Regions from separate parts of the Triticum aestivum genome. Here region 1 is linked to region 2. The links are chromatin contacts, called in public Hi-C maps. All regions are on one chromosome and are shown on one strand. Each heading gives the region's core, a stretch centred on a gene start, on an enhancer-like site or on the middle of the called end of the contact. The rest is flanking DNA. Distances are from core to core; before and after follow the strand shown. Region 1 holds the start of LOC123156308. Region 2 holds the start of LOC123160923.

Region 1 (3,057 bases), core at 379-2,878, 320 kb after region 2:
AAAATGCCCCTGGCGGGGCAGGCTATTTACGCGCGGTGGCACGAACGGGGTGAAACTGTTCATTGCAGCAGTAACTATTTTTTATCCGACGGACGAGGTCATTTCAGGGCTCGATCTGACGGCTCAGATCGCATCAAGCGCCCCGATACGACGGCCAGGAAGCCGAAATCGCTGAGGAGGCGGGAGGATCCTCCGCATTCTTATTTCTCGATACTCCAAACCATTCTGGAAGATGTTTTCTCCGGTTACGCAAAAGTAAAAAAGCCATTGTGAACAATGCAAAAGTGGTGTTGTCATTGTGTCAGAAACCATCTGGCCATCTTCTCATAAGACATTTAGCTAATTGCCCGTGGGTTGCAATGGGGGCATGATATTCTAGTGATCCTCTCATCAAACCCTCAATGATACTTTTCATAATTAACGTGATTCTTCCATTCAAAGAATGACACATTTCATAATTAACAAGATCCTCCCGTCTAGCGCTCAATGATACTTTAAATAATTAACATGATTCTCCTATCAAAAGAGTGATACTCTCCGTAACTAATGTGATCCTCTCATCTAAAGAATGATATTGTCCATAATTACATAAACCAACAGACATATATACGAAATCAAACCAAAGCACGACATATCATCACGAGCATAGACTACCCTTTAATAGTAGATATCCGGACAATCATTGTTCCGGCTCTGCGTGAACCCCTCAATGACCAATAATACATTTCTTGCTCTAGAGTTGGAGCTGATATGTTAGCTGAGGTAAACCTTTTTCCTTCACATGGTTAGGTTTGAAGTGAAATTGTATGACAATGTGAGTCTTCATTGAACAAAAAATCTGTTTCCATGGGAAGAAAATCAGGATCTTCCATGGACAAGTTCAAAGACAACAATTTTCGATTCACAAGCCGAAAATATTTTCATGAATGTTATTCCTCAGCAAAATAGGAATTAAAGCATGGGACAGTGGACATATCTTAGAGCAACTTCAATAGCTCATGCATCCGTAAACGAAACTATCGTTTACGAGAAGTTATTAAGGTAAAAATAGCTCTCCAACAGCTCCCGTGAACCATTACGCACCAACCGCAACCTGCTCCATCTGATCTACCGTTGAGTCAGCCGCAGCCTTTGCAACGAGCACCATGTTGTTGTGCTCGCTCGCTTCGCAACATATCCTTCGTTTAAATGGGCGAACGGTTCCATACCAATCACAAACAGTTTGGTTCGATCTACCGTCGTCAGCCGCAACCTTTGCAACAAGCACCATGTTGCGCTCGCTTGCTCTGCAACATGGGCCAAGTTGCAAAGGGTGAAGATGGCCGCAGAGTCGGTTGACGCGTGCAGCGTGATCAGTCAGATAAACGCTAACGTGTTACACATTGAGAAAGTAAACATTTGGCCAAAACCAGACACACCAACAGTTAATAATCTAACAAATTACAGTCCACAAAGGGGCAGCGCTTGCGTGCTCCGACCCCCTCCTGCCCTAGAAAAACAGTGTTTGCTTGTTTAGTTTAGTGCGCCCCTCGCAGAAAAACACATGACGGGAAGAATAAAAAAGTACACGTACCATCAACCATGGGTGTCGTCAATCATCATACTCCTACTCCGACTCGTTGTATGGCTTCTAGAGGCTCCCTCCCGCTGTATGTATAGCGCGGCGGATCCCCAACATCCGTCCCCCGTCGCTGTCAAATTCCGGATCGAGCGTGCGAGCCCTCGCCTGCCGTCTAGAGCCTCGCTTCGCCGCACGGCACAAAAAGGGGAGCGCCAGCCCGCCCAGCCCCGCTGCCCTCCTCCCCTCCACACGTCTCTGCCCATCCCACCCCCACCCCCACCCCCATCCTCACCCCCGCCGCCGACGCAGCTCATCCCTCCTCCCTCATCCCCTCTCCCGCCAACCCGCGCTTCCCCGGCCCGTCCCTGCCCTACGCGCTCGGCGCCGCCCTGCCCCGCCCTGCGCAGCACAGGTACGGCTCCGGTTGCTTCGCCCGAGGCGCGGGTCCTCTGAGTGGGTTTGTCTGTGTCCGCGTGGGTTTCATCTGAGTGGTTTGGTTTGGTGCGCGCAGGTGGTTGATTGATTCATGGCCGCCAGCGTGCGGGAAGGTGCGGCGGCGGCGGCGGCCGCGGGGCACGCGGTGGACGATTACGACGTCTCGGACGGCGAGATGGACGTCGACGTCGACGTCGAGGCCGGCAGCGAGCTCCAGCACGCCGGCGGAGCCGGCGACGACGGCCGGAGGGACGGCGACGGCGACGACGAGTACGCGCTGGTCGGTAACCACGTTCCTTTGGGCTTGGTGTCGCGGTGGTGTTGGTGGTTCCGCCGCTTGTTTTCTCCGAATCGCGAATCTGAGCCTGCCTGCACCTGCAGTTCCGCTTTCAGTTATCTAATTGATTGATTGATAGGTTGTCGAGGTTTATTTCTCTTTATGGTATGATTCGAAGTTCAGCGCTGATATTGTTTAGGGCGTTTAGGAGTTTATTATCAGTGGCTTGCCTGTACGTGTTAGTGTAGCGGCTGGTTCTTCAGAAAAAATAAAATCATGGGCACAATTAGGAGGTTCGTCCTGAAATCTGATCGCGGAGGCAAGTTCGCAGTGCCGCGGTTTCAGCTTAGTTTTCTAGCATGTTTACCACTTCTACCCGGTGGGTGAGAGCTATCCGTTTTATAAGTTAAAAGGTCGCAGTAGTTTGCTATGCTACGACAAAGTAGAGAAACATAACTTGCCATCAACAAAAGAACCAGTATATATTCTAAAAAAGAACCACTATATTATGCGAGGCGCGCAATCACTCGTGCAAAACATGCGCTTGTCGCGAGAGGAACCTTAGTCCAGTGATTATACTCAAAAGGGTGCGGAAAAGCTACTTTTAGACCATGTGGCTAGTTTACAGTGCTGATATTTCCTCGCTTAGTCTTTTGTTGCCGAATTCAATAGTTATGATAAAGAGGTGACTTGATGTCAATGGTGCTTGTGGAGCAGATTAGTATTGCCCAATCATTCCAGCTCGAATTTGCTACTTGTGTTTATCTCCAGCCAATAATGATCT
Region 2 (3,319 bases), core at 44-2,543:
TCAGAGACACATAAACAGAAACAGAAACAGAAAATATAAACAATCTGAATTCAATCAGACAGGAATAGAATAGACTCTGGGAGGCTCAGCTAAAATAAACATTTCGATTTCAAGAATAGAATAGGTCTGGAAGGGGTATTCCCCCACAAATTAAGTTTACCAGTTGGTAAATGCTATATATCCGGAGATTTAAGAATAATTTAAAAAAAGATAAACACTTAAACAGCAGTTGTCTGAATCATGTATTCTGCGGCACCAGCAAGCGAATGCACACCAAACATTTGAATACAAGAAAGTAAAGTGAGAAGCTGGCGGAACATACATTTTCGAAAAAGTTGGCCGATTTTAGCAGTCTTATGAAATTGTACTATCAGGGCGGGGAGTATGATTAGCCGCATGGCCACAGTGGAGGCGGAGATTGTTATCCACCTGCAATGAAAATCAGCGGTTACATTCACAACCAAAGTTGTTCTTAGACATAAAGGATCTGGCACATTCTGAGCGAAGAGGTCGACAAGTCACAGCACACGCGAGTACCACAGAGGAGCCATGTAATCGCATGAGAAATGCCTAATCAAACCTACTAAGTTCAAATTAACACCGGCTATGGTAGCAGCAGCAATAACAACAGTAACGGAAAACTGACGAGCCTTCCACCGCACAATGCCTACCATGGCAGACCGGTGAGATTATGGAAGCCGTCGAGGACGCCGATCAAAGAGTCCATAGCGAACCCCGACAGGCCGCCTCCATTGCCACCTGCGGCCACTCCGACGGCGGCATCCGCCGCGCCACCTGCGGCGGCGGCGAGCTCTTCACCGTAATCGACGGTACTCGCATCGTCCAAGTAAACGAAATCCTTCCCGGCGCTCGCGCCCTCGTTAGCCGGGGCCCCCTCAGCCGCGGCGGGGGCGGGGGAGCGGGAGTACCAGGAGAAGCTCCGCGCGGGCACGGCGAAAGGGGGGGCGGGAGCTGGGAAACGATGCAGAGGGGCAGGAGAGGGCGGCTCGTGGGTGGGGCCTCGGTGTGGCGAGGCGGCGGAGAGGTGGGCGAGGGCGGCGAGCGGCGGCGGGAGGCGGCCGCGGCGGCCGCCGCCGCCGCCGATGCGGCCGAGGAGTCGGAGCGGGAGTGCCATGGGGTCTGTCAGTCCGTGACGTGGCCAAGGGGGCAAAGAGGATCCAAGGCTACAGGCACGTGCACGCGCTCCTCCCAGCCGTCCGATCGAGATCGGGCGGCCCGGATCCGCGATCGCCTGCCCTTTTTGCCAAACGGCCCTCACTTTGCTCGATATAGCGTACACGGGCCTCCGCCTCTCCCCTTCTGCTTTGCTTCCGGTAACGAACCCTAGCCCACTCACCGCGGCGCGACTCACAGGGCAGCCGATCTCGCGCTCCGGTCGGCGGCGGCGGCGGCGGCGAGATGGTGGTGGTGGGGGGCGGCAGCGGGAATGCGTGGGCGAAGGAGATGACCCTCCGCCGGAGGATGGCCAGCATGTATGTGCGCGCTCCCTCCCTCTCCCCAGGTTCCTCTGAACAAAATTTCCGCTGTCGAGGCTGCTAGGCCTGATTCTTTTCTGTGTGGTGTGGATGCGGGCGCAGATTCAACAAGACGCGGGAGCACTTCCCGTCGCTGAAAGACTACAACGATTACCTGGAGGAGGTGGAGGATATGAGTGAGTTGCCCATCCATCCCTGTTTGTTCTTGGATGCAGCAGTTGGCAGGATTTTGATCGGTGCTTCGATTTTTTTTTCTCTTTTGATGAAACATTCAACCTCATCGAAGGAATCGACGTCGAGGCGATCGAGGCTAGGATTGCCAGGTATCAGCAGGAAAATGCTGAGCAGATATACTTGTCGCGAGCTAAAAGGGTATGCTGTTCTTACATACATTCAGTACAAACTCAGTAAAAATGATGTTACTGTAATAAGGCTTGTCGGCCCTGAACCCTGATTGAGAGTTTTCTGGCTGATGTGCAGGCTGAAGATCTTGCCGCGGCGCTTAAAGCAAGCAGAATGGTCACTGTGAAGGCTGGCCCGAGTGATACGGTTAGTTGATATTCGCAGTCTATGATACACTTCATATGTCCAGTTCCATCAGCTTTGTGGAATTGCAAGCCTTCATGTATGGAGAATATCCAGTACTTTTATTCTAAAGTTACTAGTTGTCAAATATTAGAACTAACAAAAGAATTTATGAAATGGTATCAGTGAAATGCTAATTTTTGAAGTGCCAACTTTTTAGATCTGAGAACGCAATGCGCATATCAGATATTTGTCAAAATCTAGATGAAATATGCTAGCTGGTTTGTGATGGAATGGTCAACTTTAGCAAGCTGGATATTCCACTAGCATTTTTCAGTTTGTGGTGAATTTGCATTTCGTCCCCAATTTATCATCCTGTCTTCAAACAAATTTTGCGTAGAGGTATTGCAACTTTAGATATGGTTGTTTAGTTGTCTAATCATCAACAGGCTATTGTCATGTTAACTTTGTGCCCTGATTTTCGAGTCGCTTATTATATTCAGTTATTTTATTTACTCCACATTGACTACTTGCATATTTACCTGTAAACCATAAAGATCTTGAGTCCTCTTCAGCTTTCCGATGATTTATGTTCTGTACCACTGAAAGTTTTTGTTTCAATCTATCTGAAGTGATTCTTGTATTTTTGTTGTGCAAATGTCAATGTAACAGGCGGCTGGAACCTCCCAAGGTATTAGTGGTGGAGCAGGAGTTCAAGGCCAGTATGCACCTGCCGCCGTTCCTGGTGGGTTGAATCAGCCTCGTCCGACTGGTAACGCCCCGCAGCCAATCGGTGGTTCATCCGATCCTCTACATGGATATGATGAGGAGACCATGCGACTACGTGCGGAGAGAGGAGCTCGGGCAGGTGGTTGGACTGCTGAGTTGGGCAGGCGAAGAGCACTGGAGGAGGCATTTAACAGCATATTCGTATAAAGGTTAGATCAGGCGCAGCAACTGTCCCAGAGGATGCATGGTTAACTTATTACGACCCTTATACCACAGCGCGTACTTGTCCAGCTATAACCTGTTGGTTGTGGCCTACATTTTGGACATCAAGCAGAAGGGATTGAAGTGTCTGATCAGCATCAAGCGGCCCAGTGGTCGTCCCTTTTTGCGAGTCGAGAAGTTGCATATTGATGTACCTATGATCATGCCAATGACTGAAACTTTTGTCATTGCCCCTCTGTAATGGCATGATTTTTGTTGTTCGTCAAACTTCGGCTCCTTTTGAAATATAATATGAGTGCTATCAGTATCACTTTTTTTTTTGTGGCAGTTTGTAGTACCTGGTCGTG

Evidence for each region. Hi-C and Micro-C count contacts between places; a contact is called where the count stands out from the background.
Region 1: a contact with region 2 is called in a Hi-C map of leaf, with 7 times the contacts expected there. The contact joins the promoter of LOC123156308 here to the promoter of LOC123160923 in region 2. A contact is called at or near these places in 3 of 5 Hi-C or Micro-C datasets (leaf and an unstated tissue).

The regions. Positions count from the first base shown.
Region 1 is chr7B:35,657,148-35,660,204 of IWGSC CS RefSeq v2.1, forward strand. It overlaps LOC123156308, which reads left to right and starts at 1,629. Exons shown (of 10, transcript XM_044574444.1): 1 at 1,629-1,973; 2 at 2,073-2,276. The coding sequence starts at 2,088.
Region 2 is chr7B:35,337,736-35,341,054 of IWGSC CS RefSeq v2.1, forward strand. LOC123160923 reads left to right here and starts at 1,294. Exons shown (of 5, transcript XM_044578768.1): 1 at 1,294-1,493; 2 at 1,599-1,672; 3 at 1,765-1,868; 4 at 1,977-2,045; 5 at 2,694-3,293. The coding sequence starts at 1,420. The coding sequence ends at 2,957. It overlaps LOC123157294 (ALBINO3-like protein 2, chloroplastic), which reads right to left and starts at 1,146. Exons shown (of 15, transcript XM_044575552.1): 1 at 672-1,146; 2 at 323-429. The coding sequence starts at 1,135.